Regions from separate parts of the Ovis aries genome. Here region 2 is linked to region 1. Evidence: chromatin contacts called from public Hi-C data. All regions are on one chromosome and are shown on one strand. Each heading gives the region's core, a stretch centred on a gene start, on an enhancer-like site or on the middle of the called end of the contact. The rest is flanking DNA. Distances are from core to core; before and after follow the strand shown.

What was found. Hi-C and Micro-C count contacts between places; a contact is called where the count stands out from the background.
Region 2: a Hi-C map of mixed tissues shows a contact between it and region 1, with 3 times the contacts expected there. The contact joins two enhancer-like sites. A contact is called at or near these places in 2 of 16 Hi-C or Micro-C datasets (mesenteric adipose tissue and mixed tissues).

What each region holds. Positions count from the first base shown.
Region 1 is chr7:21,834,340-21,839,324 of ARS-UI_Ramb_v3.0, reverse strand. It overlaps SLC7A7 (solute carrier family 7 member 7), which reads right to left. Exons shown (of 11, transcript XM_060418965.1): 4 at 734-859. Among named protein-coding and RNA genes, the nearest start is that of OXA1L, 22 kb to the left of the region's middle. Within about 2 kb of position 1,359, at least 14 of the 54 cell types and tissues checked have an H3K27ac peak or open chromatin away from gene starts, as enhancers often do.
Region 2 is chr7:22,059,002-22,063,982 of ARS-UI_Ramb_v3.0, reverse strand. No RefSeq gene overlaps it. Among named protein-coding and RNA genes, the nearest start is that of DAD1, 31 kb to the right of the region's middle. Within about 2 kb of position 3,137, at least 37 of the 54 cell types and tissues checked have an H3K27ac peak or open chromatin away from gene starts, as enhancers often do.

The DNA.
Region 1 (4,985 bases), core at 110-2,609:
CCACACAGCTGACACGGAGTGGAGGAAGGGCAGGGTTCAGTGTGCCCAGTCAACAGAGCAGTTACAGGCGTTCACACCTGGAAACCGGGAGAGGAGTGAGTACCACAGGTTCATTTCTGCCCATGCCCACTCCCAGGGGGAGAACAGTCACTGCCACAGCACTGGGCTCGACAGTCTGCAAAAGCTGGCTCAAGATCAACCTCCTCTGAGAGGCAGCATGCATAGACACAACAGGACAGGTTTTGGGGTCAGTCTGCCTGGTACAGATTTCAGCTCCATGATTTAAGCTGGTAGCTCAGATAGTAAAGAATCCCCCTGCAGTACAAGAGACCCAGGTTCAATTCCTGGGTCAGGAAGATCCCTTGGAGAAGGAAATGGCAACCCACTCCAGTATTATTGCCTGGAGAATCCCATGGACAGAGGAACCCATTGGGCTACAATCCATAGGGTCACAAAGAGGTAGACACGACTGAGGACCCAGCATGCACAACTAGGGACTTTAGAGAATTCCTTGGCTGTCCAGTTGTTAGGACTCTGAGGCTTCCATTGCAGAGGGCACAGGTTCAATCCCTGGTGGAGGAACTAAGATCCCGCAAGCGCTGGGGCATGGCCTAAATAAAAGGGAATAATAACAGTACCTATTAAATGAAATCATGCACAAAGGCTATTTAGAAGAGTACAGCTCATGGAAAATGCTTAACAAACGTGAGTTGCTGCTACTATTATTTCTTACCCTGGCCAAGTCTAACAATGCCTGCGATGATGATGGCAGTCAATGCCAATACTTTAGCATAGGTGAAAACATCTTGCACCAGGGTTCCCCACTTGACATAGGCACAGTTAATGAAGGTTAAGAGACCTGAAAGAAAAACAAAGCTGATTGGTGACTGACCCTACCATCCAGAGGGCCTTAGACACCCCCCCCACCCCCCCGCAAGCAATGTTTCTAGTACCCATCACCAAAACAGACCCTTTGGCCAAAGACAGAGGTGTCTGGGCTCTGACCTGCTCTGCGCTGGAAACCTCTGCCCAGAATTTCCTCACCATTATCATTCAAAGGCACTTGCTGAGCACCTGGGTGCACAGCAATACACACACACTCAGCACTTATATAAGAGATAGAAAGTGACTGGATCTGCTTACACACAAATGTGCTCACAGCAATAGGAGGCAACTGGCGGCAGAACAGGATTAGTGATGTGTTCTGGCTGTTGGCTCTGAAAAGTCACAGTCTCTCCCCATCTCCAGCCCCATAGCCCCTTATGTGGGCCCAGGAATAAACAGTCTCATGCTGTGGATCACTGTTAACCTTGATGAGCCCTGCTGTAACTTATCCAGTGTCTGGCCCAGCAGGTCAGGATTTGTGACCAGGATTAGGCTGGAGGCCAGACTTCCTGCCTCTGCTGGCCTGTTCAGCTGCTTGTTTTCATGCTTGGAAAGATTCTTGAAACAGGTTCCTATACAAAGGGAACGGAGCATTTTTCCTGACTGGACAATGCAAAAGTCAGAGCCATGGCCGTTCCTCAAGTCCTGCCACCCTGGGGTAGAGGCAAACTCTACCTGGAAGAGCTCCAGCGAAGTTCATGGACTGCCCTTAGAGCCAGGGTTCTTACCCTAGGGCTTCCACAGGGCCTGAAATCCTCTGTAAAGTGTTATGTTCACATGTCCAAAGTATATGCATTTTTCTAAGAAAAAGGGTCCATAACTTCCCTCAGAATATCAGAGAAATCCACTATCCCTCTCCCACAAGAAAAAAAAAAAAACACGTATAATCCGCTACTTCAAAAGAAGAAAGAGCGAGGAAGCCCAAACAGGCTGTGAGGTCGACCAGTAGCCCGAGGATGCGCCTGGGGTTGGTGGGGGAGGGGGGAGAAAATCAAAATAAATAATTCTGAAATTCAGCAGAATGTCCCTCAACCCACACCCCCCAACCTCTTAAAAAGCAGGCAGGCACATACCCCGTAGCTTTCCTGCTGCGGTACAACAGAGCTCGGCACTGCTCCCTCCTTCCCAGCTCAGCAACTGGGGCACCAGGAGGAGGGCTGTCTTCCCAGAGAGAAAGCACTGCACCTGCCTGCTTCTGGCCCCCAGCTCAGCCCCAGAGACTCCCTGCCTCCATTCTGGCGGTGTGTGGCCCTTAGGGTTCCCAGCCATCCTGGTTTTTTGTGTCCTGGTCTCAACACACTCTGGCCCAGGACTACTTCCTCCTGAGGGGCAGGAAAGAGCAACCAAGCTGTCTCACCTTCCGTCTCCCCCTCCCTCAGTGCCCAAGTCTCTTTCTGTTCTTCCAGAAAGGGGGCTTTCCCGTCCCAAACAAACATTAGGCCTTTCTGCCTAATAAACAAGACAATGAACAACCAAACCTTATCACAGGGCTGGGCAAAAATGCACCCATAACTCCAGGCCAATGCAGTGTTAAGTTAATAATTAAAGACATGAGTGTGTAGTCGCCACAAGCACCCCCACAAAATGGCCAAATCTTTCAGATCTGCTGATGCTCCTCAGCCAGTCACTCATCCTTCACTCCCCACTGGCTTCTGCCTCCAGCCATTCAGCAGCCCTCCTGCCACTTCTCCCCATCCTGTGCCTCCACCCCTTACCCTCAGGCTCTGCTGCTGACACACAAATATAACTTAAGCCAGGCTGGATTGGAAACACCAGGACAACTAGAGCTGCCGCATTCACAAAGGACAGGATCCCATAATTATAATGCACAGTTAGGGACTTCCCCGGTGGTCGAGAGGTTAACAATCTGCCTCCGGATTTGATCCCTGGTTGGGCAACTAAGATCCCACATGCCTCAGGGCATTAAGTCCAAGCACCATAACTAGAGAGAAGCCCCCACACAACAATGAAGACCCAAAGCAGACAACATTTTTTTAATTTAAAAAAAAAATCATGGTTAGCCCTCAGCATCAATGGGCGGGAGGCTTAAGGGATTGGCTCTAGCTCTGAGTCAGTCTGTAGCCACGTTCCACAAGGTTCTGTTCTCAGCTCTGTCCAGAGAGCTGGACAGGGAAAAGCCGACCCATTACCTTTTACTACAGCAAATTCTGAAAAGAAAATACAGGGGTCATTTACATTTTAATTCCTACAGCTTCTCTAGTCTACTTCCATATCCATTCCTTTGACCACCAGTGTTTCCTCCTCCCCAACTCCTGAGCCTTTGTTCTCAGCCATGGACCCACCATCACTCCCTGATCTGCTCTCTGTGTTGAGCATGGGAGGCTCCGTTTGAATGAAGAAGGGAATCCTCTGGAAAGAGCGCCAGCCCTCATCTTCCCCAGCGCTCAGCTGCCTCCAGGGCCTCTTGGCCGTGAGAGCAGGAAACGGGTCCTGCAGGCAGCAGTGCTGACTGAGCTCTTTGTCCCCACCCGCAGCGGATACAGCTGACCGGTGGCCCCGGAGCCCAGCCAAGTGCACTGTTCTTGAAGTGGAGCCTGACCTCCTGCTTCAGAGGCAAGGAAGTGGGTGGGGTAGGGCCTGGGGGTAGGATAATATAAGGACAAGGGCATTTAACCTCAAGGATCAGGGATGCCCTACCCTCCTAGGTACAATTCAGTCTCCACCCAGTGCTGGGCCAAGTCCACAGGAAGATGGCCTGAAAATCACCTCGGACCCTTGACTCAGTTGCACCTCCAATCCTGCTTTAACCCCTGCTTTGGAGGAAGAAGCAACTGTGAAGAAGTCACTCCTATAATTTCTAAAGAGATGCTCCTCAATGGGCATGAAACCTAGTCTCCATGGACACCTAGAGAAGGAGGATAGTTCCAGCATTAAGGCCCAGCGTCAACTCTAGAACTAAGAGCAAGGAGGGTACCTGCATGGGCTAATCCAGAACAGAACAACTCAAATGCCAATCAAGAGTAGCTAAATGAATACAATGGAATACTACACAGCAATAAAAATGAATCATCTACAACCACAGACAAAATCTGCAATACGCTTCACAAACATTAAGTGAACAAGCCAGACACGAGAGGACATACCCTTTGTGTCTATTTACATAAAAACAGGCTACTCTATGCTACTAGAAATCAGAACAGATTTCCCTTAAAGTGTGCATGGTGAGCATGGGGGAAGTGACTTGAACAAAAGAAAGGTTCAAGCGGCTGCTTTCTACAATCTGAGGACACGTCAAGCTGCACGCTTGTAAAATGTGCACTGTTTCTTCTCTATATATACACTTGAATAAAAAATTAAAATTGAGGTTAGCTTGCTTTTAGCAAATCCATCCAGGTTATTAAAGATCCTCCTTTCTTCCCTTCATATTTTGCTAACCAGTTTTAACAGACGAGCCTAGAATCTGGGCAGGAATCAACCTCAGATGACCAGCGCAGAATGCTCAGAATCCACCTCTTTCTCTTTTTTTGGAAAGCCAGGTTATCACTTGTGGTGGGCATAGTAGTGACCCTGAGAAGCAGGAGAGTCAGCAAAAGACTTCTGATGTGAGAAAGACTTGGCTAGCTACTGCTGGCTTTGAGGATGGAAGGGGGTCATGAGCCCAGGACTCTGGGCAGCCCCTAGAAGCTAGAAAAGGTGAGAAAATGGAATCTCCCCTAGAGCCTCTGGGAAAGGAACCCAGCAACACTGACACCTTGACGTTAGCCCAGTGGGACCCATTTCAGACTTCTGACCTACTGAACTGTGAAACAATAAATTTGTGTTGTTTTAAACCACTACATTGGTGGCAATTTGCTGCAACAGCAATAGAAAACTAAGACATCACTGAATAGCTTCCTTTTTACACCCTAATCTCCAAGATCCTGGAGATGCCTAGTGGTCACTGTCATCACAACTAATTATAAATCCTTTCCATTTGCTTGAAGGGGGTAGTTGTTGTTGTTTAGTCACCAAGTCGTGTCTGAGTCTTCACGACCCCATGAACAGAAGCACCTCAGGCTTGCCTGTCCCTCACCATCTCCCAGAGTTTGCCCAAGTTCATGTCCATTGTAAGTGGGTAGTTAAAAACATTTAAAGCAATG
Region 2 (4,981 bases), core at 1,888-4,387, 220 kb before region 1:
ATGGGGCTTGTGGCAGAGGACAGGGGCAGGGACCCTGGAAGGCAGTGAAGGGGCCAAAGACAGACCCCTCCAAGAACTGCAGAGGAGGCCCAGGTGGAAGGAGCCTGTGCAGTCAGGCCAGCTCAGGGTCCTCAGATGGCAGGGCCCTGCGGTCACCGGACCCCTGAGGCCACCTGAGGAGCTAGGAAGGGATGCGGCCGCAGTGCCCAGGGATCCTCCCAGACCCATGGAGGGAGGAAGGCCCACTCCTTCCAGGCCCAGCCCAAGCTGAGAGTGACAAGGCCTCGGTAGGTAAGAGGTCATCTGGAAAACAGGGTCAGCATCAGCTCGGGGAAGTTTTCCATCTCAAATCCGGATTCCTCTGTCCCACCAAGAGCCTTCTCTCAGGTCTGAGGCTGTTAAGCCGACAGTCAACTAAGCAAGAGCGCTGAAGGGGTGGTGCGGAGTCCTCAGCAGCTGTGTCCACTCTGTTCTCACGTCTGGCCCAGGCCCCACCAGGGTGTCAGAGGGGACTGAAGTGGCCTCGTGAGGGGGCCTGGGGCAGGGTGTCTGTGCCCACCAGGAGGGCAGCGCTGGGCCGAGGGCCACTGCAGCAGATCCCTCCACGCAGTAAGCGACCAGATAGTGTTCAGCGTGGAGGGAAGAGGCTGCTGAGGAGACCTGGAGACACGGTCAGCAAGTCCCTGAGAAGGCCCAGCCCTGAAGAGCCCCGGTCCTCAGCAGCAGGGGCCAGCCTCAGGGAGGGACAGCCATGCCATCCCAAGGTGGAATGTGCCCCCAAGGCCAGGTGCAGAACAGAATTCTCTGGACAGACATCCTACTGCCCCCAAAAGACTTAAGCTCAGGCCAACCCTGGAGGCAGAAAAAGGGACTAAATGACCTCTCTGGACCAAGCCTAAGATTCTAGAGAATTCCCTGTCCCTCCACTCAGACATCTGCCCTCTGAGCCCAACTGGAATCACGATCTGGTCAAGAAAGGGGCAGGCTACACCAGTATGTGCTTCAGGAACACTTGGGTGGGGTCTCAGCCACAACAGAGCACCGCTCACCACGACCCCCCATTGGAGGGGTAGCCATCCGAGTCTTGAAGAATTGTTTTCTTCTTGGTTTGCCCATAAAATCTAACTCCCATGGGGTCACATGTAAAGCCTTTAACAGATATCACTTTAGTTATCAGGTACTATCTCAGCAAGAAAATCCATTCAATTATGAGCTCCTTGGGATGGGAAGTATATGGTGTTCATCCGTGTGTCTGTAACACCCAGCACAGTGCCTGGCACACAATTGATGCTTAATATACACTTAAGCAGCAAGTGAACAAATAAATGAGGCAGGGGGCTCTGGAGGCACTGGGGAAGGAGCGAAGACGTATATGTGTATGGGGGGGTGAGGGAACATAAGAGAAAGGAAAACAGGGATTAATAGACGAGGTGGCCCAGTGAGCCACATTTTCACAATTTGTGTATGTGTGGTCACTCAGTGTTGTCTGACTCTTTGCAGCCTCATGGACTATAGCCTGCCACACTGTCCATGGGAGTTTTCAAGCAAGAATACTGGAGTGGATTGCCATTTCCTACTCCAGGGGATTTTCCTGACCCAGAGACTGAACCCGAGTCTCCTGTGTCTCCTGCATTGGCAGGCAGATTCTTTACCGTTGAGCCTCCTGAGAAGGCATCTCATAATTTAGCCAAGAGCTAAGAGTAACCTGTCGGGAACTATCAGGAAAAGCAGAACCTGAGTGATGGTCCCTTGGCCAGAGCAGCCTCAGTGGGCACTCATCCAGAGCCTGGGGGATGGGAAAGCACACAGGGCTTCTAGGAATCAGCCCTCCTGTTACTGAAGGGCCACACCCAGGTCCAGGGCTGCAGGAGGCCTTACCATTCACCTCACTTTCTCCACAAGTCCTGTCTTAAAATTCTCTCTCCATCTACCTCTGGGAGCAACCTGTGGGAAGAAGAGCTTCTGACTGATGGGTGGGTCTGGGGAGGTCTGCAAGCCCCGGTCACTGTCACTCTGTTAATGAGCACACTGAGAAGCCAGGAGGCTGGCAGGTGGGTGCCCTGCCACCTGGGATTCAGGCCTAGTTTCACCCAGACACACAGATGAGTAAGGTTTCCTCTGAGTATCACACTGAGAGCTATATTTTGAAATTAATAAGCAGGTCAGACATTGAGTCAGTAGCCAGATGTAGGACAGGAAGTGGAAAAAGTCTCCCACTTCCGTGCAGGTGTTTGGGGGGGGGGGCCTTGGGGCGGCCCCTCCCATTTCCATGACGTCATGGCTGCCGCGAGGGGCAAGTGGGGCACCCTTTGAAGCTCTCCCACAGAAGCCACATCCTCTGGAAAAAACGAGTTAAAAATACCGAGTTAGAGATAGCATCACCCCAGGCCACGTGCCGGGGCCGGGAGGGCCGGGCCGTTACACCACCACGACCGCAGGTGCGACAGGAAGGCGGCGAGCTGGGAAGGGCCGGCGGGGCCCTGGCGGCGGCACCCACGCCCACGGCAGGCAGGGGGGCCGCGCACCCCACAGCGAGAAGTACCCCCGCCCCGCCTATCACCCCCTCCCCCCCAGCCAAGTCCTAAGATCAAACCTTGATCTCACTCGATCACACCATTTCTTTATGCTGACAGGCCCTCTAGGCTTCTGTCCAGCCCGCCCTCCCCGGGAGGTGTGGGCACATCTCCCCCTCCTATGCACGGCTGGAGCTGGTTCTCCAAGGAACCGCTCCAGGTCAGGGTTGAAGTGCAAGATGATGGTCTAGAGGGACATCTGGCTCTCAGAAGCCAAGGAGACCAGGATTCGGGAGGCCGGGAGATGGAGAGCCACAGAAGGACCATGGGAACCTGAGACCTGAAAACCGCGGGGTTTGGACGTCCGGCTCTGTGGTAGTGTCCCAGCCACCCACCTGGGGGCAGCAGAGCTCCACCAAAGAGGCCTCTTCTCCCTTAATCCGCTTCTTTTGAGGAAGGAAAACCCCCAAACGCTTAAGAAAATGTCTTTTCAGAGGTAAATAAAAGGACAGGAGACTTCCTTCCAGGAGCCGAGCCCCTGCCCTTTGTCCATCACTGACCTGGGCTCCTGCCCGGGTGATCCTGTCACATCCCTTGGAGGAGAGAGAGTGTAGGGTCTGGCCCCGTAGACAGCAGGGGGCGCTACCTGCCCAGGATCACGAGGCTCCTTCATCCAGAGCACTAGATAGGAGCCCCCAGGGAGCGGGTGGGGCAGTCCCCTGGGAGCCTGGAGAGAGCTTTGGATTCAGAATCAGGGAGCCTGGGCTGGCCACCAGGATCCACCACTACCTCCTGCCCTGTGGGCATCTCACTAACCACCCACAGCTTCAGTTTCCCAGTGGGATCAGTGCTCTCTCACAGGGTAGTTTAAGAACCAAGGCTGCTCTCACAGTGCATACCTGCCAAGTGCAGACACAGGCCAGGCCCCAGGGATTCAGGCTCTGTACAAACGATAGGACTCCACACAGATGAAGCTCAAGAACAAGCAAAACTAATCACCAGCGACAGAAATGGGAACAGTGGATGCCTCTGGGGTGCAAGGACTGGCTGGAAAGGGGCCCCAGGGAAGCTTCCAGGTGGTGGAAATATTCTGCATCTTGATTTGGGTGATTTACACAGGTGTAGAGACATGTCAAAATAAGCCCAACTGTACACATAAGATTTGTGCATTTTAGCACAGGTAAATTATACAGTAAAGTACCGTTCCTATTAACACATGCACAGTTTCAGCATAGTAAACTGAATGCACATTTTAAGGGAATGCCTAGAAAATTGAACAGAGACCCTGCCTGGGGGTCGGTAGAGCTGGGTCAGGCTGGACCACCACGCTGAGATAAAAGTGGGGCTGCTGCTTCACCAGTGTGTCTCTGTTGCCCACAGTAGACAGGCATTTCTCCCCTCATTATGCCCCAGGAGCTTCTGGTTTCACCATCATATTCATTTTCTTTCCCCCTCCATGGCTTCCAGAAGAGCTTGAGGGAGGAGAAATTACAGCTATGGGAGGCCCTGGCAAGGCTGCAGCCAATTTTCAGAACAAAGCCGGCCCTCCCGGCCCCAAGGCACTCCAGGCTGCCCACTCTGCTCTTTGCAACACCCCTGAACACTCTTGCTTTTTATCTCCCCTCTCACCCTCTGGGGGCCTCTCTGCTTTCAAAACGGCCCCCTTGGGGATTCCCTGGCAGTCCCCAGTTAGGACTCTGCCTTCCGCTGCAGGGGGCATTGGGTTCAGTTCCTGGTCGGGGAACTAAGAATCCACACGCCATACGGCACAAGCCTCTCCCCCAAAAGGGGCCCCCTGGAGCTAGAGGCAACGTCTGATGAAAGTAGACCACCCCCAATGGGTCGTTTCTCTGGGCAGCCCTCATCCCAAGCCAGAACACCACACGTCATCCCAGAGGGTTCTCACCACCTTTGGGAAAAGGGCAGCCCGTTCTCACTGTTTGTTTTGGAAATGTGGGCACACTCCCATTCCAGAGGCAATAGGATCCAGGGGAGAGAGCCCTTCTGTTGTCAGATTCTTTAAAAATCCCCCCGAGAAGCAGAAAGCGTGATTGTCTACCCTTTTCCTGAGCCACCCACACAGAATTCAGCCAAGGAGGGAAAAAGGGACGATTAGGGAAAGAGCATATAAATGTGAGACATGGTTGGCAGGACTTCAGAGAGTTTGAGTAGATGAAGGACTGTGGTTCAGAGAGTGGTCAGCAACTGGTCTCCATCTCATGCTTCTAGCCTTGATGGGAGGAAACTGGGCTAACATGAAATAGGAATTTTTTCCAGTGGAGACAGTGAGACACTATTTTTAGCAAACTCTAGGGAGGCCTTGCCTCTCCTTGCTGACCCAAGTTATTCCAGAGATTTACTGGGGGACGTGGGTGAGGCAACATCCTTATCTGGAATCTTTATGAAGAATAGCGTGTCTGTGCAACACCAAAGCAAACATGATCTGGCTTTGACCTTCACAGGAAAGC